4 separate regions of the Mus musculus genome follow, and all the other regions are linked to region 2. The links are chromatin contacts, called in public HiChIP or PLAC-seq and promoter capture Hi-C maps. All regions are on one chromosome and are shown on one strand. The core of a region is the stretch at or near the end of the contact, and the rest is flanking DNA. Distances in the headings are between cores, read along the strand shown. Region 1 overlaps Sdccag8 (serologically defined colon cancer antigen 8). Region 2 overlaps Gm36904 (a long non-coding RNA gene). Region 3 has its middle 27 kb from the start of 1700016C15Rik. Region 4 overlaps Sdccag8 (serologically defined colon cancer antigen 8).

Region 1 (4,517 bases), core at 1,744-4,243, 340 kb after region 2:
TCCTTGCTGACCTAAAGCTATCATCTCTGCCTGCTACAGAAGAGAACCTCTGCACTGTCAGGCTGCCTTTCCAGTCTGGAGCACTTGGTGCTCAGTTTCACTTTGGTGAAGCTCTCCCAAGTTAAGCCAACACTAGTCTTAAAGGAAGGTATGCAGCTATCATGTGTGGGCTCTGCTTAGCCGCTGCCCCAGGGCTTGGAGGCACAGTGCCCTGTTTGAGGAAGATTCTCTTCTAATAAAGTCCTGCTGCTCTAGGGACCTCAGCCCTCATGGAGGGTGTCAAGTGAGGGCCTCCGCCATTTCCTTCCAACTGGACCATCCTTAGGGTGGCCAAATTGGTCACAGAGGTGTGATGGAGGAAGAGTGAGCCCACGGCAGCTAAGTAACCAGATTCAGTCACTACGGTGTACCTACTGGCACACATCTTAATTAGGTTTTAATGCTAGTAATTTGATAACAACTCCTGGCTATGGGCTAGAGAACCTGTCAGTGCTGAAAGCTTTTTATTTAGTTTCTCTTCCCTCTAACACTGAGGCAGCCTCCCCGCTGACCCTTGTCAAAGAACCCCATCTGCTGGTTGCCACGGTAACTGAAGGAGACCAATTGAGCTGAACAGAGCGACTCAGAAATAAAATCTGCAGCCAGAGGAATTCTGCTAAGAGTAATAAATCATTTAGTAAAGGGGGTCCTCCACATGGTGATGAGTGTTGGGATAATATGATGGCATAACTCTTCCAGCTAGAAGGTCCATGACAGATCAGAGTGATTAGACCGGCTGGAGGGCTCATTTGGTTTCTAGTGGGCTCAGGCATCGCAACAGACAGATCCGGCCCAGTTACATGCCACTGTGGGTGGGGGTGAGGGGTAAACTTAACACTTGGACCACAGAATGTTCTTATTTTAAGGAGTGGAAGGCAGCCAGCTGAGGCTCCACACACCTTACTCATTTTTCTTTAAGAACGTGTAAGTTAACCAACTTCCCAAGTGTCTCACCTCAGGTTATCCTCCGCAGCAGCATGTTCCCGCCTGAAGCACCTAAGAGGGCAGGCAATGTACCCTTAGAGGGCAGGGCTTTTTCTTGTTTTCTTTGCTTTGCTTTGCTTTTCTTTCCTTTTTTTTTTTTTTTTTTTTTTTTTTTTTTTTGGTTTTTTTGAGACAGGGTTTCTCTGTGTAGCCCTGGCTGTCCTGGAACTCACTCTGTAGACCAGGCTGGCCTCGAACTCAGAAATCCGCCTACCACCAAGTGTGACCGTGATGGTCTCAGAGGGGCCTAGGGGCTTTGCGCTCTAATTTTGTAAGGCTCCCCTGCACTGAATGATGGGCAGAAGATAAAGGGCCTTGTACCCAGTCCTAGGAGACAGAGGCCAAAGGAGCTGCATTTTCAAAACAAAAGTTCTGGGTTGTGCTAATCGCTAAGCATGTCCCCCTACCTGCCATTTCCTTGTTTGGTGTGGGCAGAGACACAAGGGTCCTGACAGCAGATCAGGACAGGAAGGCAACACCGCTGTACAGGCCGTGCACGGCGCCTTCTCACCCGGCCGGCCACTCCTCACTGGCTGCCCGGCACCATTTTGAGAGGTAATGGTCAGGGACTATGCGTACTCCCTGACCCCGAGAATACACTAACTCACCCTTGGAGATCATTTTCAGCCAAACCAAAGGTAGACTTTGATTTCTCCCTCTGGATGCTGCCAACAAACTGCTTCTGTCTTAGTTTTCAGAGAAGAGGAGCAGCTGTGCACTTAGATCCTGCACCGCCTGCTCTGAACCCAGGCCGCACCCCGCCCAGACAACAGCGACAGCCTCCAGTGCGGCTGGCCACCCCGTGCTGGGCAATTGTCCTCCTGCAGGTGCAGCCAGCCACAGGGCTCCGCATGGGCCACGGGGGCGCGCCCGCCTGTTCCGCCTCTGGATACCGGTGGCTTGGCCAGCACCCCCTGCCCACCATGAGAGGGCCGGCACCTGCAGGGGCCGGCTGGGTGCCTAGCATCTGGCTAGGGAGGCTCCACAGGGGCTCCCGGGGCCTCTGGACTTTGGCAGAAGGAGGGGATTAAAGCGAGCTGGCAGTTGAGGGAGGAGATGGGTGAAAGCTTCATTAACTCCATGCTCGCGGCCCAATTTCATTCTCCTGAGAAGCAATGTGAAAAACAGGTTGATTTCCCGGCGATGCAAGAGGTGCTGTGGGTTTGTATTTGCTGTCTTTAATTCTAATTCCTTATTGGTAAACAAATAAGTGAATCATTGTTTGTTGATGATCATGGACGACCCAATTTTTAATTAAAGAGAAAAAAATCTTGGCTAATAGAGAGGCCAAAGAAATATTACCGCTCGTTTTAATTTCTATGAAGTAATTAAGCTTCTCTTGTGACTTAATTGAAACTGGCAAGACTTAAGAACTCACTCAAAGAGGTGACAATCAAAAGGTGCTGGATGACCCCCCCCCCCAGCGGGTTTTCCGATCAACCCTCAAATGTGCCCTGGAAAACTGTACCCGTGAGTCCTTGAAAATATTTCCAGTGGGCATGCTTTATGCCCAGGCCTTCATTCTTGATTTTTGCCCCTCTACAAAGTTACACTTTAGAGTTTCACTTGTAAGCCCTACTTAGAAATTCCCCTCCAAATGCTTTGTCTGCTCGATCTCCTGAGCTGCCCTCATATTTCAGTTTCCAGACACTCTTGAACTTTGCAGACAGCGCCAGTTTGAGCCTGCACAGAACAATCAGCCAGCGTATCAGTTCCCCTCAGAGACAGTGAGATTTCTCTAGCACAATCTGCCCAACCTGAACTCCTTCCTTCAGAAACATTTTGCGTTTAGAAAGAAACTCGCAGCTGAGCCTCCTAAGAAGCGACATGTAACAGACAGTGCGTGTGGTGCGGGGCGGGCAGCTCGGAATGAAAAGAGAATTTTGTACTTGGTTTCTTCAGCGCCATGCTCATAATGTACACGTGGCCGAAACTGACATCAGACAGGGAAAGTAAGACGCTGGGGGGAGGGGCATGTGAGGGCGGTGGAAAGACAGAAAATATGTTGATAAAAACAGGAACTTCTGTTAATCTACATTTTCCAGTCACTGTCTTAATTAAGAATGTTAGGAAATATGTTACAGTTTAATTGCATTGTTTCAAGAAACTCAGAGGCTGACAAATTCCAGGCTGTGTACACTTGGAAAGAAAATGGGATCCGATTGACAGTTTCTTCTAATTGGCGAATAACAATCAGAATTAGGCTTTTCACAGATACAGGCCCCCAATGAATCCCAAATTCACAAGACAGAGTAAGAATATCCTAACCTTCAATGTGTTAGCAAAAAATGGGCTTGGGGAGGAAAAAAAAGAGAGAAGCTGGCGTGCTCAAGTGTGTAAGAGCACAATTTACAACACAAACACCAATAGTTATTTAAGATGTCCTTGTTAAGAATCTCCACAGGATTTCTAGATGACCCCATTTAACAAGAACAAAGCCAGAAACCATGCCAGTCTGCAGACACATGCCATCTCTAACCGCCTTTCTGCTACTCCAACCTAGTTACACAGGACCTGGCTTCCACCTTCTTTCTGCAGGAGGCTGTGTGTTGCTACAACAGACAAAGAAGAACGCACTGTGGCTGTTCCATGTTCTGAGGGAAGCTGTGCTAGACACACACCTCACATGGCTCTGGTTTTTCATGTTTTTATTATTTTAATGTGCATGTGTACATATGAGTATGATATGTGTGTGCACCTGTGTCTGTGTGTGTGTCTGTCTGTCTGCATGCATGCATGCATGCATGCGTGTGTAATATATGTGAAAATTCAGAAAACAACTTTATGGAGTTGGTTCTCTCCTTCTACCTTGATGGGTATCGAACTCAGAGCACCAGGCTTGCACGGTGAATAGCTTTATGTGCTGATCCAAGTGGTCAGCTCACTATGTCAATTCTACCCTTTCCTTGGTTCTGTGTGTGGGGAGGGCGTCCAGCTGGGGTCAGACATGATAGGCAAGGCATCAATATTCGGTATGCTCTGTTCCCACAGGGCTCAGAAAGGCCAGGAGCTGACTCACCAGTCACTCTCAGAGCTCTCAAAGGTTAATGAAGATTTGCTGAATGCTTCTCTCAGGTCAACCCACTGCTTCCTTGGTTGTTCTCAGCCATTCGACCTTCTATAAGCCAACTTTTGTCACATCTGAGCCTCAGAGTTAGCTATGAACTAACTTTTCCAGCCACTGGCGATTTTACTGCATGTACAAAGTCCTCTTCTCAGCAACAGAGCACAATGCTTGCCTTGCGATGGCCATGTACTGCCAGTACCCTAGGTCTCAGCGCTCAGTTTATGCTTATTCTGAACTATAAAATAGCATCTGAGCTCTCAGATGAGCCAGGGAATGGCAGGTATGGCCTAACAGTGCAGTGACTTCACTGGTAGAGACTGGAAGACCTACAACAGTGGGAGGGTATGCTCTCATGTGCTCACTATGGCCTCCACAGATTTGTCTATCTCCTGGGATCAGGATGGACACACAGGCCCCTGGGAGTTAG
Region 2 (4,556 bases), core at 86-2,585:
AGCCAGCCAAAGGTGATATTGGGACAGGGGCACAAAAGGACCTGATGTTTCAGCTGTGGCTCCTGCTTGAGGTTCAATGGAAAGAGGAGGCAAAGGCCGGAGGACACGTTGAGCCCAGGAGCTGGAGATGACCCTGGACAACAGCCAGACCTGAAGAGAAAAGAAGGTGTGGAGTTCACGTAGTTCTAATTACAAGCCTTCCATTCTGTTCACTCGCTTGGGTGTAAAAGAAAGCCAGAGACCAAGATTCTAATCCCAGTGCTACTTAAAATTATTTTCTCAACTCATTCTTGTAAAATAATATAGGTCGTGTGCCTACTAGGCCTAGAGCCAAATGCTTTCTTTTTCAGACAGGTCACCTACAAAGGTCACAGCAGAGTGAGGTCATTATCCCTGTGCGATTTACAGGACCTGCCTCTGTTCTCCACCTTTTACAGGAACAGCCTCGAAAACAGCCTGAATTAGCTGTGAGACCCTTTCACGGGAATAGCCTGAGACCATCGGAAAACAGATATTTATTTACATTATGATTCAAACAGTAGGAAAAACTACAGTTATGATGTAGCATCAAAAACAATCTTATGGTTGAGGGTGGTCACCACAACATGAGGAACTGGACTAAAGGGAGGTTGAGAACCACTGAATGGTCTTTGCATCAGATGGCTGCCAGTCAACCCAAGCATTCAAAAAACACACACCGCCGGGCGTGGTGGCGCACGCCTTTAATCCCAGCACTTGGGAGGCAGAGGCAGGTGGATTTCTGAGTTCGAGGCCAGCCTGGTCTACAAAGTGAGTTCCAGGACAGCTAGGGCTATACAGAGAAACCCTGTCTCGAAAAACCAAAAAAAAAAAAAAAAAAAAAAAAAAAAAAAAAAAAAAAAACACACACACCCTCAAACAAAACAAAAACAATAACAAAAAAACATTGGTTGGACCCAGCATCCTCTCCTTGAATCGGAGTTTGGGGCAGTCTGGGTGCTGGGGTGCAGAGAGCTCAGGGGATGAGGCGGGAGGGGTGAGCAGTTCCACGCGGGTCCCCTGATCCCAGTGATTTTCCTGCACTGGCCCCGCGGAAATCTTCAAAGGCACGAGAGGAATGAGCGAGGTTACACAGGGGCGCATTATCAGCCGCTCGCCCCCTTTCACCAGCAGGACCATAATCCCCTCTTTGTGCTCGCTGCAAGCGCAGAGCCACTTGTAATTCCTCTCCCTTTTCCAGGTCCGCCGTGGAGACCAGCCTGACTCTTAAGTCTCTCGATCGTGCACCGGGCAGTGCCGGGCGGGTGGCGAATTCCAGCGAGGCCCTGGGCCCACACAGCAGCGGGCAGCGATTCCCACACTCTCTGCCCGAGGGTGGTGATGCATTCAGATGAGGGGGAGGAAGTGGCTCAGCCAGAGCCTTGGGGCAGGCAGAGGCGACTACAACGCCTCCCATCTGAGTTCTTCAACGAAAACAGCTTCAAGATCTTTAAAAGCGAAAGTGGGGCTGCTCAAACAAACAAAAACCTCTTTGGGATCCACACTAAGGGCGCCCAGGGGAAAGAACTAACGTGAGCTCACGCTCATATTTGCTTAGGGCCCAGGATTCCAGGAATTGGTCCAAAACTCCCTCGTATGAGTAGAATTGGGGAAAATGAGAATTTCCTACTCTAGGGACGACTATTGGTCTGTAATATGGGGGGTGGGGGTGCCTCCCAGTAGGAAAAAAAATGGTAAGGGACTTTCTCTAGGTGCCAGACCTATTTACATACTAACTGCTGTAATCTCACACAATTCCGGGTGTGAAATACACGGAATTATTCCTCTCTTGCTGATAACACTAGAGTATGCATACAGGTGTTTGCACACGTATGCATATATGTACACATATATGTATGTTTACATGCAGACATTTTAGTGTTTATCTGCCCCGCCATGACCTTCACATTTCCAGAATAAGTGCCCAACCTAGAGGTTTCCAGCAAACAGCACTGAAAGGAGAAAGTCCCCAGAGTCCTGTTTCTGTTGTTTTTGCAAAACAAGGCTAGAGGTCAGGTGCTTGGGAACTCCCCTGGTTTTCAGGTGAGTTCTAGCTCCATCTCCTCCCCAGGTCTTTCTTCTCTCTGAGCTCCAGTTTCTTTAGTGTGATTAATGTTGGCTTTGCAGCAATGTAGAAATCAGTGTTTGGAAGCACTTTGCCACCTAGAAAGCACTTCTGGATTGTAACTGGGATAAGAGACACTTCTGCCTCCATAATGGATTATACAGAGGATGGGAAAAATCCCCTGTTCCAAGTTCACCTTTCCCATCCTTTATTATAATTCTTTTTTTCAGTGAGGTGCATATTGAATTTAGGTTGCATTCCACAGGCACTTCTTGTAACTTAGGAACAAATTACTAGGCATCCTGTTGGGTCTCTGGCTAATATCCTAGACTAGAATAGGAAAATGATGTTTTTATTAGGTATGAGGACAGCAGGGGAAGTGCCAGCTCTCTTCATTGTCTGCTTACCCAGGTCATGGCTATACAGCAGTGGGCCTCAATCTTGCTAATGCTACAATTCTTTCAGACAGTTCCTTGTGTTGTAGTGACTCCCCTACCCATAAAATTACTTCATTGCTCCTCTATAACTTTACTACTGTAATGAGTCATAATGTAAGTATCTGATATGCGACCCCAGGGGTTTTGACCCATACAGGAATTTCGGTGAGATTTTTCTCAGGTCCAAACTAGTTTTTAAAATTCTCCATAAGGATGTGTTCATGTACATCCTTCTGCAAAGGTACGGGGAATATGCTCAACTCTGTGCGCAACCCTGGCTTGGAAACCTGTGTGTTCTCTGCACACTGTTGAAAGCAAGCACTTCTCTGGCCTCTAGAACCAACCTAGCCCCAGCACTGGAGTGCTTCTGGGAGAAATGCCTTCTGTAAGGTACAAGGAAGTGGGAGGTGGCAGGGATAGGGCTGGCTGTTGTCTTGCTCTAGTTAAGATCTGAAATATCTCTCAGACACAAGTGTTAAATGCTTCGGCCCCAGCCTGTGGTGCTGTTGGTTGGTGCATGGCTGAGGTTAGTGGGTGTGATCACTGTAGGCATGGAAGGGATATCCATACTCCACCCCACCCACCCCCACCCCCGTTTCCTCCATCTTTACCTTCCTGATACTGGGAGAATATTCTCCAGCAACAGTTCTCAACCTGTGTATCTTTTTTTTTTTTTTTTTTTTTTTTTTTTTTTTTTTTTTTTTTGGTTTTTCGAGACAGGGTTTCTCTGTATAGCCCTGGCTGTCCTGGAGCTCACTTTGTAGACCAGGCTGGCCTCGAACTCAGAAATCCACCTGCCTCTGCCTCCCTAGTGCTGGGATTAAAGGTGTTCGCCACCACATGACCCCTTTGACAAACCTCCATTCTCCCCCCCAAAAAAATTACATTATGATTCATAAGAGCAGCAAAATTAAAGTTATGAAGTTATAAGGAATTAATTTAATTGCTGGGGGTCACCATGACAAGAGGAACTGTATTAGGGTCACAGCATTAGGATGCTTGAGAACCACTGTCCTATGTCATGTTCCTGCCATGATACTGTATCCCCACAGAGCCAAGACAGCAGGGAAAAATGACCGTGACCTGAACCTCTGGGTCTATGAGTCACAGTAAACCTTTCTTTCCTTACTAGTTTGTCACAGTGATGAAATCTGACTAACAAGAATGTTGCCTGAGGCAAGGATATCCACAACCTATGAACTCTGATAAGGTCTGTCAGGAAGAAAAGGTACATCTTTTAGAAAAATAGAATTCTATTCACTGTGAAAATGTAAGTTCGCAAAGAAAGAATAGTTGCTTTGATTTCACAATTCCCATTCCCCATTTCACTCCACAAACCAGAGAACTTTGGCATAAACTTGTAACTTTAACTTTTTTAAAACCTATTTTTAATAATGGTTCTTAAACACTTTAACCTCTCTTCTAGGCCAACACCATACGTAGTGGGAAAGAAAGGATACAGGGGAAGTGGACCTGTTTAGAAAGATTCTTTGGAGCAACTCCCATTTGTGTTGTCTGGAAGTTGGCAGTTCAGTTCACAGGTTAACGTGGCAGCACCATCCACTCACAAACACTTTACAGATATATCAGCAGCCTAGTTCAGTAGAATCAGGAAAGCAAACAGGAATTAGCAGCGGTGGCACTACCCAGTGGAGATAGCCAGGCCTCAGCCTCTCCACAGGTCAGTAGGAAGGACCAAGGTCAACAGAAACACCAGGAAAAGTTCTTCGCTATGCCTCTCTCAGCGAATCAAAGATCGAAGAAGATGTGAGACCAACAAGCGTTGCACAGCTAGCTGTACCAGCAAGCCAAGCTCGGCCTCCGTCACTGTCCATCGAGTTCTATTTATTCCCTCCAAATAAATTTGTCGTTTTTAGCAAAAGTATGAGATTTCATGACGTATACCTCCATACCGTCACACAATGTAATGTTCTGTAGCCCTGGCTCAATAATTTCTCTGTTATTGTACTATATATTCTAGGTGCTATATTTGTGTCATGGAACAACAGCGGACTATACATAAGTAAGATAATAAA
Region 3 (4,593 bases), core at 1,708-4,207, 360 kb before region 2:
GAGATGAGCACATGGGACTTCAAAATCCCAATTCCCTGCAACTTCCTAAGACAGAAAAATCAACTCTCTACGTTAGCAGTTAGCATCTACCTGCTGGTTAAGAAGATACTGCAGTAGCCATGTTTCTGAAGACAACAGGCACCTTAGTCAGGAACTGCCCTCTTCTGCCCCCTTGAGCATTAGGCAGATAATTACATACTATAGCTCAAGGGGGAAGAGCTGGACCTTCAGAGAAAGAGAAGGGGCTACATAGCCTCTAAGGAGTTGTGAGATCAAGCCAACGTCATCTTTCAAGAGCCAGCACAGTGCAGGTAGGCCTGGGGTGAGGGAATAAATCATAGAGTGGGGTAGGTCAGTGGTGGGGGCTGTGCTGATTATATATTTTTTTCTTAATTTTAAGGGGTTTAGTGGCTTTAATTCTCTGTCTTTCTCTCGGTCTCTGTCTCTTGTGGTTTTGGTCCTAATGAGCTATTTCATGTCTTGCATTTTTCTGTGTGTATGTACATTTTGTATGCGCACGTGTGTAGTATGTGTGTGTGTGTCCACATACACGTGAGCATATGGAGACTAGAGGTACAATAGCAAGTGTCTTACTCTCTCTCTCTCTCTCTCTCTCTCTCTCTCTCTCTCTCTCTCTCACTGTAGAATCACTTACTGAACTTAGAGCTCACTGAACCTAGAGTTCACTGATTTGCCTACCACGCTCCAGGGCTCCTCCTGCCTCCCACTGCTCTCTGAGCTGGGATTACAGGTTTGCACTGCTACACCCGATTTATAACATGGGGGATGGGGATTGGCTTTTACTTGGATGCTGGGTATCTGAACTCAGGTCTCTAAGTTTGTGTTGCAGGGACTTTACTGACTAAGCCATCTCCTCAGTCCCCTCCCCCCTGTATTCTCCATGATCTGTCCTTTGAAGCTTTAACCTGCAGAGAGTACAGAGGAAGCTAATGTTTAGAGACAGTGAAGCTCCCTGGTAGCACAGCCTTGATGCCTAAATCAGCCAATCCAGAGCCCTGAACCATCTCCTTTATCACACCTTAACACATCAGGTCAGTGTGCCCTAAACCATCCCAGGCCACAGGAATTGGACAGCTAGGAATCACCCATACAACCCAGAGCCTGCTGATGCCATTGCCACTATTCAGTCCTAAGCTGTCCCTGCCCTCTCCTGTTCCTGCCAGAGAACAGACCCAGTCAAACACCTCTCCCTTTACCCCACTGCTTCCTGTTTCTTGAATCTGTCACAAGAAATTTCTTAGTGATAATTGTTTCCAAGCTTGCTCTCTCACCGACTCATAGGAATCCTGGTGTTTTGTTTTGTTTTGTTTTTTTCTATCTGAACACTCCCCTGGGTTATGATTGGGTACTCTGGGTGAGAACCCCAGGAGAAAGAGAGGGTGCATTGCTACTGAGGCTCTGAGAGGCAGAGAAAGCAGCATCCTATGGAGACAGGATGTGCAGGACCCAGAGGAAAAGATCAGAAATGTATACAGTCCAGAAGGCTGGAAAATGTGCAGCTGCCCTGCAAGTCTGCAGGGATCAAACCCCAGTCTGAAGGAAGGGCCTGGTTTAAAAAGACCCACCTATGTGTCAAAGTAGGGTTTTACACCTGTCTCCTGGAGATCTTCTATCTGCATGCTGTACTGTGCTTTTACTGGGTATTATCCAAGAAGGCTTGGAAATCTATAGCATGAATACAGTGTGTTTTTCATTTGGAATCTTATAGATGTATTACACATATTGCTCCTTAGCCCTGTAGAGTGTGCCAGCGGTCATATTCTTCCACCTTTAAGGGGGTTCTGGGGACTGAACTTAGTCAGGCTTGTGCCACAAGCACCTTCACCTGCTGAGTCATCTATCCATCTTTGAAAACTTTCTTAAGAAAGTGTTAGTCATTAGGAAGGAAGCAGAACTAATGGTAAACTTTCCATGACTCAGTGACTCAGGGAAAACTGCTCAGCGTACTCCATTTTTGGAAGGAGAGAGAAACAAATTATGTAATATTACAACAATGAATACTTAAATCCTGTTCTCTAGCGGCTGCTGGCAGAAGTGACTGGGGACTCAGAGGAAGGCCAAAGCCATCCTCATAGAGGTTTCTATTTTCCCTATTCATTTGCTCCTTGGAGTATTGTGAATCCCAGGGCCATTAGGGGAAAACCTGTGCAGACCAGCAGGGCAGGCTCTGACAATCCCAAGACAATCTCTCTCTCTCTCTCTCTCTCTCTCTCTCTCTCTCTCTCTCTCTCTCTCTCTCTCTCTCTCTCCTCTCTCTCGTCCCTGTGTCAAATGCATCCCTTTGTCTCCGAGTCATCTTTCCTTACAGAGCTACTGACTCTCAAGTCTGTTGTAGACTGTTGTAGCCACAGATTCGATGGCTGGATGAGAGACAGGGATGCCTCCTGCTCGTCCTGGAAATTTCATTACTGACTTGTCTGGCTCCCAAGGGAGGGCTTTCAAGCAAGCTTGGGCTGGTCCAGAGTTTCTGAATTTGAGGCTGGTTGCCTCTAGGTGGCAGCAATGTCCCATTTTCTGCCGCCACTGCTGCTCGGATTCGTTTCTCTCCCACCCTGTTAATTTGAGAAACTAGTGCTCAAGGGACTCTTCCAAGAGATCTTTCTTCTGTGCCCAGGCAGACTCGAGGCTTCTTGTGGTTTGCTGCCCGAGTGGAGACCCACATTTTTCGGAGTCAGCAAAGGGTGGGAAGACAGGCTAGTTGGAAAGAGAAGAGATGGAGCGACTTAGGGAAGAACGGAAGCAAGTGAGGTGGTGGCGAGGAAGGAGCCCCTGCAGGCATCAGTCGCTGACATGGCCTTTGTAGAGGGGCCACTGCGGGTGGGAGCTGCAACGCCTCGCAGAAGCTCCTGGGCTCCCCTTGGTTCATTGCCCAGGGTATAAAACCACAGAGGGAAGCAAGGAGAACTTTACTCTCAATCATGACCTGACGCCAGGCTGCCACACAGGGGCTACTGTGGCTCATTGCAGTTCTTAGATGGCTTCAGGGACAGAGCATAGAACTCTGTGTGACCCTGTGAAAGCCCCCTTCTCACAGGATCCCTTGGAACTTGGAGAGGATTTAGTAAAGTCTTATCCTCCATGCAAGATGTCAGACTAAGGGGGGAACAGGGTCGGTTGGGCTGTCGTCTGCCCCTGCATGCTGAAGATGTGGTAGCCATCTTCCTTAGCATTTTGGGAAGTTTCACTATCAAACGAACTCAAGACCTTAGTAAAACTGGGCTTGCCTAACACTTGTCACTTTAAGATTAGGAAATAGCTTTCTTATTACTTGCAACAATTACTTATTCACCCTGCCCCTTTTTCCTATTTCTAAGAGTAATGTCTCAATGTGTAGGCTAAGATGAGCAGCCGGTCCCCTGTCTCCATCCCTAAGCTGGGGTATTCAGTCCTGTCTCATGTCACACCCCTGTATACTGTATATCATATGCCCTCATGATTCCGATGCTGCCCACATAAGGATGTCCCCTCCAAAGCTCATGTCTAAATTTGGGTCCCTGTGTGACAGGCCTGAGGTGGTGATGTCATCAGTGGTTAGGGAACAGGAGGCATGTATATGTCTATGTTGTTGCTTGCAGCAGCCATGGTGTTCTTTTTCACACAGAGCCTCACTGTAGAGCCTTGACTGACTTGAAGCTTTCTGTGTATACCAGGCGGGCCTTGAATTTACAGTCATCTCCTGCTTCTGCCTCCTGAGGGCTGGGATTTGAGGAGTGAGCCACCACGTCCTGCCGCCAGGCCTCCGGAGTTCTTTTCAGAGCTCTGCACACAGGTGAGGCAGTACTATTGATTTCGCTGTAAAAAAGATTTCATGCAGAGCAGATATGTCTCCGAGCTGGGGTTTATAAGAGGAGGAAAGTATATGGCCCACTGGAATGTGAGTGTCTCAAGAGGGCGCTCGGGGGTGGGGGGGATAAAAGCTGGAGTGTAAATAGATAGATAGATAGATAGATAGATAGATAGATAGATAGATAGATAGATAAATGGAGCTCAGTTTTACTTTACAACGGCCATATCCAGAGTTTTGGTGGGTAGTGAGTTCCTGGAGGACATGAACAAGATTACAGCTGACAGGGTGACACCCTGAGTCCCAGGCTTGCATGGAAAATGAAGATGCTCTCACTGTTAGCAAAAGTTACTGGTTTGTGAGATTCTCAGGAAACCTCTGGGAAAGGAGAAACGTCATACTAAGGTCATAGGTTCTCAGCCTTAAGCATGGTTTATTGCTACCTTAACATCCTTATTTGAGTAACTGTATAGAAAACAGCTTTATTGTCTATATCTATATAAAAGAAGTAGCAGGAGCTGTAGAGGTGGCTCAGCAGTTAAGGTTTCCTGCTGCTCTTAGAGTTTGGTTCCTAGCACCTCTGTTGTGTGAGTCTCGACGACCTCCTGAGCACTAGGGTTACAGGTGGACTCTGGGACCCAAACTCCAGTGTTTTGTCCTCCAGTCCCCATGCTAAAAGTCTCCATTCTCAGGGACTGGAGGCTTCAACAGACCCCAGAGTCCTGAGACATGTTCTTTCCCCATGCTCTCGTCTACCCTGGGGTTCCCTTCTGAGGTGATAGGTCAAG
Region 4 (4,655 bases), core at 242-2,741, 390 kb after region 2:
TGCTTATATCTTTGAAGTATGCAAGATATTATATTTTTATTTTGACAATTTTACTATAAACAGTGTCAAAAATTATCACAACCAGATAATTCGAAATTAAAGCCGAGGAATTCTCTGCTACACTGTACTTGGTGCTTGATGGTTCTTATCTGCCCATGTTTTACCCCCTTAGAGCTTGTATACACTCCAGTCATTAGGTGGAATACACAACTGTCCTTAGAAATCTTACCATACTTTCATAGTGTGTGTTTCAATAACAGTCTGGCCAGAGACTAAAGAGGGTGTGATTTGTGTGTGCATTTGCAAAATAAATGATCTTAAAGACGATTTTAACGGTCAAAACCTTTCCCAACTCTCAGGTCCTGCCCAAACTCTTGGTCCAGGATTCTACCAGCAATAGCCAAGGACAGTTTCCCCGATGAATTCCTCTTTGTGTTAGTTTAAAAAAAAAAAAATCAACAAAATCTTTTGGATTTTTTTTATTTCTTCTGGCTAAATGCTAAGGAGAAACTCTATACATGAGGCATCAGGATAGCTGACTTTATAAGTAAATAAATCCATTAAAGAACTTCAGGTTACCAATAGATGAAATCATTTTTTAACCATATCTTTAAATATAATATGCATTAAATCCTGTGAAATTCATTTGTAAATAATTTTCCCTTTTCAATTTTTACTAATGTTCGGGGGGGTGAAGCATACAGCAAACAAAGCAAAATAAATCAGGGCTCTAAAATTAAGCAACATTTTTTGTGGAAGAGACAGGATCAATTAAACTTTTGTTTTAATGGTACAATCAGCGTGGAGTATGTGGTGTAGAATTATAATGGCTGACACTGTCTTGTTTTGACTAACACTGTCTGTGAACACACAACTCAAAAGCGAAAGGAACTACATAACGCCCTGACTGCACACATCAAACTGCCTATTTTCAAAGTGCATTTTACTTTCAAATTAAAGGTAAAGAGTTACTGGCCAACTCAGTCTGCAGAATAGTGCCAACGTGATGAAAGATGGCGATTTTGGGCCAAGCTGCCAGCTGTGGTCAATGCCTTGTATTAGTGAATTTTAACAGCAGTTCTGAGAAGCTGACGAATGCAGAGGATTAAGCATCACTCTCGACTGCATTGGGGGAGGTGGGGGAAATCATACAAATGCTAAAAATGTTCGAAGCTGCAAAGATTAAATAAAGGAACATATCAATTTGGAGCCACTGAATTACATCCAGCTGCGACAGTGAATTAAGAACCGATTAATGGGTAAAGCTTTTCTCCAGTTTGGATGCTGAAGCAAACTCATTAGGCTTTTAGAGTAGCTATAATGTGTGTACTGTGGGAACTGTTCAATGCTATTCAGGAGACTCTAACTGTAAGCTCAGAGCATTTCCCGCAGAGCTTCTGATGCTATTTTCTTTATATAACATGTGTGCCTGAAAACCCAGCCAAAAGCAAGCCCTTTGTTTTTCTACTTTGTTGTGGTCTCTCTCAGCTCTACGTTTCTTGAACACAGGTAAATAAACTCATAATCCAGATGGTGCAACAGATGTGAGAGCAGCACTCTCAAGTCAACAGACAGTGGGCAATACTTCCCATTTTCTCTTTTAAACGCTAACTAATATGTAATTCGGAATCTCCGGTGCAGTTAGCATCTGCTCCCTTCGGCCAGCCAAAGGTTACAGGTGTTCCTGATGTCATTTCACAGTAAGGCGTGGGCCTGGCTTGTGAGCAAGTGCCCAGGCTCTAATCTTTCCCTACCACCCACCAGTTTTGTCGTGCTGGGTCTCCATTTGCTGTATCTTCTGTGTCAGCTCCTGTTCTCTCTGCTGGGCCTGAAGGGCTTGGGCCTTTGCTTCATTGCTAAAGCTTTGCTGAATGCTATCTTTTTCCAGTCTGCAAAACAGAGAGGAGACAGACAGAGACGTTATCTGCAGGTGCACAGACCTCCATCATTCCCCCACAGACCACAGACTGCAGACAGGTAGTACACTAAAGCAGCAGTAGCTAATCTTTCTGTAGTCTCCCCATTTTGCAGGAGAGAGAAAATCCAAAGGACTCTCTCTGTACTGTGTAGCACATACATACAAGTCCAGACAGACTCAAGGGTGACGTTTTAAAAATTCAAACAAAATCATAACAATGAAACAGTTGTATTTTATCACCTGATAATTTTTATTTGCATGTGTGTGTGTGTGCGTGTGCGTGTGTATGTGTGTGTGTGTGTGTGCGTGTGTGTGTGTGTGTGTGTGTGTGTGTGTGCGTGTGTGTGTGTGTGTGTGCGTGTGTGTGTGTGCGTGTGTGTGTGCGTGTGTGTGCGTGTGTGTGTGTGTGCGTGTGCGTGTATGTGTGTGTGTGTATGTGTGTGTATGTGTGTGTGTGTGTGTGCGTGTGTGTGTGTGCGTGTGCGTGTGTGCGCGTGTGCGTGCGTGTGTGTGTGCGTGTGTGTGTATGTGTATGTGTGTGCGTGTGCGTGTGTGCGTGTGCGTGCGTGTGTGTGTGTGTGTGCGTGTGTGTGTGTGTGCGCGCTCACACATGCCAGTGTGCAGGTGAAAAGATCACAGATGCACTTCGCAGGAACTAGTCTTCTTCCTTTAGCCCAGTGGGGCTGGGGACAGGACTGGAGCCTTTAGACTTTCACCTTACAAACACCTTTTCCTGAGGAGCCCTTGCCAGCCCTGACTGCATCTTCACAGCATGCATGCTTTCTGTTCTTTCTGTCTTGTAATATCACCAATCTTTCACCGTCCGGATGGTCGCTATTTTCTAAGACTGTGAAATTTTAGGAAGAACATGACTTAATTCTTAGTCTTGGGAAATTTTGCTTTGAAACTAAGCCTCGTAGACTACTTCTGGTTTTCTTCCAAGATGTAAGATATAACTTCAAATATACCGGCAGAGGCTGTTGAGAGGCCAGCACCACATGCCTGCTTTCATTAAGTGCTTTCATACACCAGGCTGCACACCGTGAATGGACAGCAATGTGAACAGGAGCTACTTCCCTCATCTATTCATAATGAAATTTCCTTTTGGGTCATGCTGACAGAATTGCAGCATGAGGACAACATCCTATTGGTGGCTCTCTTTATGAGAGAACTTCTTTTTGTTGTTTCATTTTATTGAGACTGATCCCTTGTAGGGAGGGAGGGTGGCCTCAAACTTGCTACGTAGCTGAGGAGTACCTTGGATTTATGATCCTCCTGACTCTACCCCACCCCCACCCCCAAGTGCTGGGTTAGACACATGCACTATCATGTCCAGTGTTGAGAAGTGCCGGGCACTCACCCCAGGGCTTTGTGCAGGTTAGGTACTTTACCTACACAGCTACATCCCCACCCAGAGAGGAACTTCCTAACAAGCTGAGGCTGAGGGGGAGCACGGCCCGTGTCACCCTGACACTGTGCTCACATTGCACGCCACATCTGAACCCTTGCTGGGTGGGTTCTTCAAGCTCTATGAGAAGCAACATGAGGGTTTCCTTCAATTAAGGGACTCAGTTATTTCCAACTCTGATCTCCTTGTGGGCATTTCTCATCCATGCTGCTTTAGTTTACTAATTGAGATATTTACTGCCTAGCCTTTGCCAAACTAAAAATAAACAGTTTCATAAAGCTATCACTACCAGTCTATGTACCGCTGTGGAACTTCAATTCACTGGCTTCTAATTATATGGCAACATAAGGAAAGCCTGTACTGAGATTGGTCAATGCGTGTGGTAGTGTTGTAGTGGAAAGCTCCAGAATGAAAACACACCCACACCTCACTCAAATGGAACCATCAGGGGTCCATGCTAAATGTGAAATAAGGTCCCTTCTGGTACTTCTAACAACAACACCCCCTGGATGTGCTCCAAGGTCTTGTCTCACACTCAGTTCCAAACTAGTATATCGCAACAAATGGATAGTCAGACGAGGCTACTTTTGCCTCCCCCTTCACACCACGTATTTTCTGGCTAAGGATCACTGCACATGTTTCTTCCTCTTCTTGGAATGCCCCAGCCCACCCAGCCAACCCCCTATATGATACACACTAGCCCTCTTGGGCAAACCTTAAAATTCTACCCTTTTTTCTCCTGTTTCTTCTAAATCAACTATTCTGCCCTGGATGACCTTGGTATGTTCTGTGTCTGCCATATAGTGATGTCATACATTTGTTATCAGTTTAAATGTCTGTTTCCTTTATAACTTTAAATTTTCTCTACCCTAAACCCAGAGCAGGACTCAGAACATAAAAAATAGGCAGGGCATGCTAAAATGACTGGATGTTTTTAAGCCCTAAGTTGCAGGACCAGGATGAGGGAGAACTGGAGGGAAAAGGAGGCAAACGAAGGGAGGGATAAGCCTTTTGGTGAAGCGGGGGGGGGGGGTGGGGGGGGGTGGGGGGTGGGGAGGATCTGTTCAAGTCTCTATAAGCAGGCCAAGCTTTTTAAGGTCTTAGAATAGAGAGCTCACACTAGTTCAGTTCTTAGTAGTACTGCATGCCATCGGTCCTACAGCTAAAAGGCCTGACTTGAGAGCATTCTGTACTCTTCTAGTGAGTGGCCATATCCGAGTCTGAGCACAAGATAGGGGCTAGAGATGTGTAAATGAGATGACTCCAAGATTCTCTGATGACTTTGCATCAGAGAAGGGAAAGCGGCATTACCAATAGTGTGGGAACAGT

The links. HiChIP or PLAC-seq counts read pairs in DNA pulled down with a chosen protein or histone mark. Capture Hi-C pulls out chosen DNA fragments and counts their contacts.
Region 1: a contact with region 2 is called in a promoter capture Hi-C map of adipose tissue. The contact joins two enhancer-like sites. A contact is called at or near these places in 2 of 484 Hi-C or Micro-C datasets (embryonic stem cells and palatal mesenchyme), 1 of 115 datasets of contacts at active chromatin or transcription factors (astrocytes) and 1 of 9 other capture datasets (adipose tissue).
Region 3: an H3K4me3 HiChIP or PLAC-seq map of bone marrow-derived macrophages shows a contact between it and region 2, with 6 times the contacts expected there. The contact joins two enhancer-like sites. A contact is called at or near these places in 3 of 484 Hi-C or Micro-C datasets (bone marrow-derived macrophages, cerebellar granule neurons and nephron progenitors), 8 of 115 datasets of contacts at active chromatin or transcription factors (astrocytes, bone marrow-derived macrophages, embryonic basal ganglia and 5 more) and 1 of 9 other capture datasets (embryonic stem cells).
Region 4: a BATF HiChIP or PLAC-seq map of CD8 T cells shows a contact between it and region 2, with 5 read pairs. The contact joins two enhancer-like sites. A contact is called at or near these places in 2 of 115 datasets of contacts at active chromatin or transcription factors (CD8 T cells and bone marrow-derived macrophages).

The regions. Positions count from the first base shown.
Region 1 is chr1:176,995,332-176,999,848 of GRCm38.p6, reverse strand. The region is part of intron 16 of Sdccag8 (serologically defined colon cancer antigen 8); the gene reads right to left. Among named protein-coding and RNA genes, the nearest start is that of Gm15423, 57 kb to the right of the region's middle. Within about 2 kb of position 2,993, at least 101 of the 459 cell types and tissues checked have an H3K27ac peak or open chromatin away from gene starts, as enhancers often do. A contact at or near this core is called in adipose tissue, where this site is marked.
Region 2 is chr1:177,335,705-177,340,260 of GRCm38.p6, reverse strand. All of the region lies in intron 6 of Gm36904 (a long non-coding RNA gene), which reads right to left. Among named protein-coding and RNA genes, the nearest start is that of Gm36904, 80 kb to the right of the region's middle. Within about 2 kb of position 1,335, at least 202 of the 459 cell types and tissues checked have an H3K27ac peak or open chromatin away from gene starts, as enhancers often do. A contact at or near this core is called in CD8 T cells, adipose tissue, astrocytes and 2 more, where this site is marked.
Region 3 is chr1:177,700,960-177,705,552 of GRCm38.p6, reverse strand. No RefSeq gene overlaps it. Among named protein-coding and RNA genes, the nearest start is that of 1700016C15Rik, 27 kb to the left of the region's middle. Within about 2 kb of position 2,957, at least 191 of the 459 cell types and tissues checked have an H3K27ac peak or open chromatin away from gene starts, as enhancers often do. A contact at or near this core is called in astrocytes, bone marrow-derived macrophages and pancreatic cancer cells, where this site is marked.
Region 4 is chr1:176,943,342-176,947,996 of GRCm38.p6, reverse strand. Sdccag8 (serologically defined colon cancer antigen 8) reads right to left here. Exons shown (of 18, transcript NM_029756.3): 14 at 1,762-1,889. Among named protein-coding and RNA genes, the nearest start is that of Gm15423, 4.7 kb to the right of the region's middle. Within about 2 kb of position 1,491, at least 65 of the 459 cell types and tissues checked have an H3K27ac peak or open chromatin away from gene starts, as enhancers often do. A contact at or near this core is called in CD8 T cells, where this site is marked.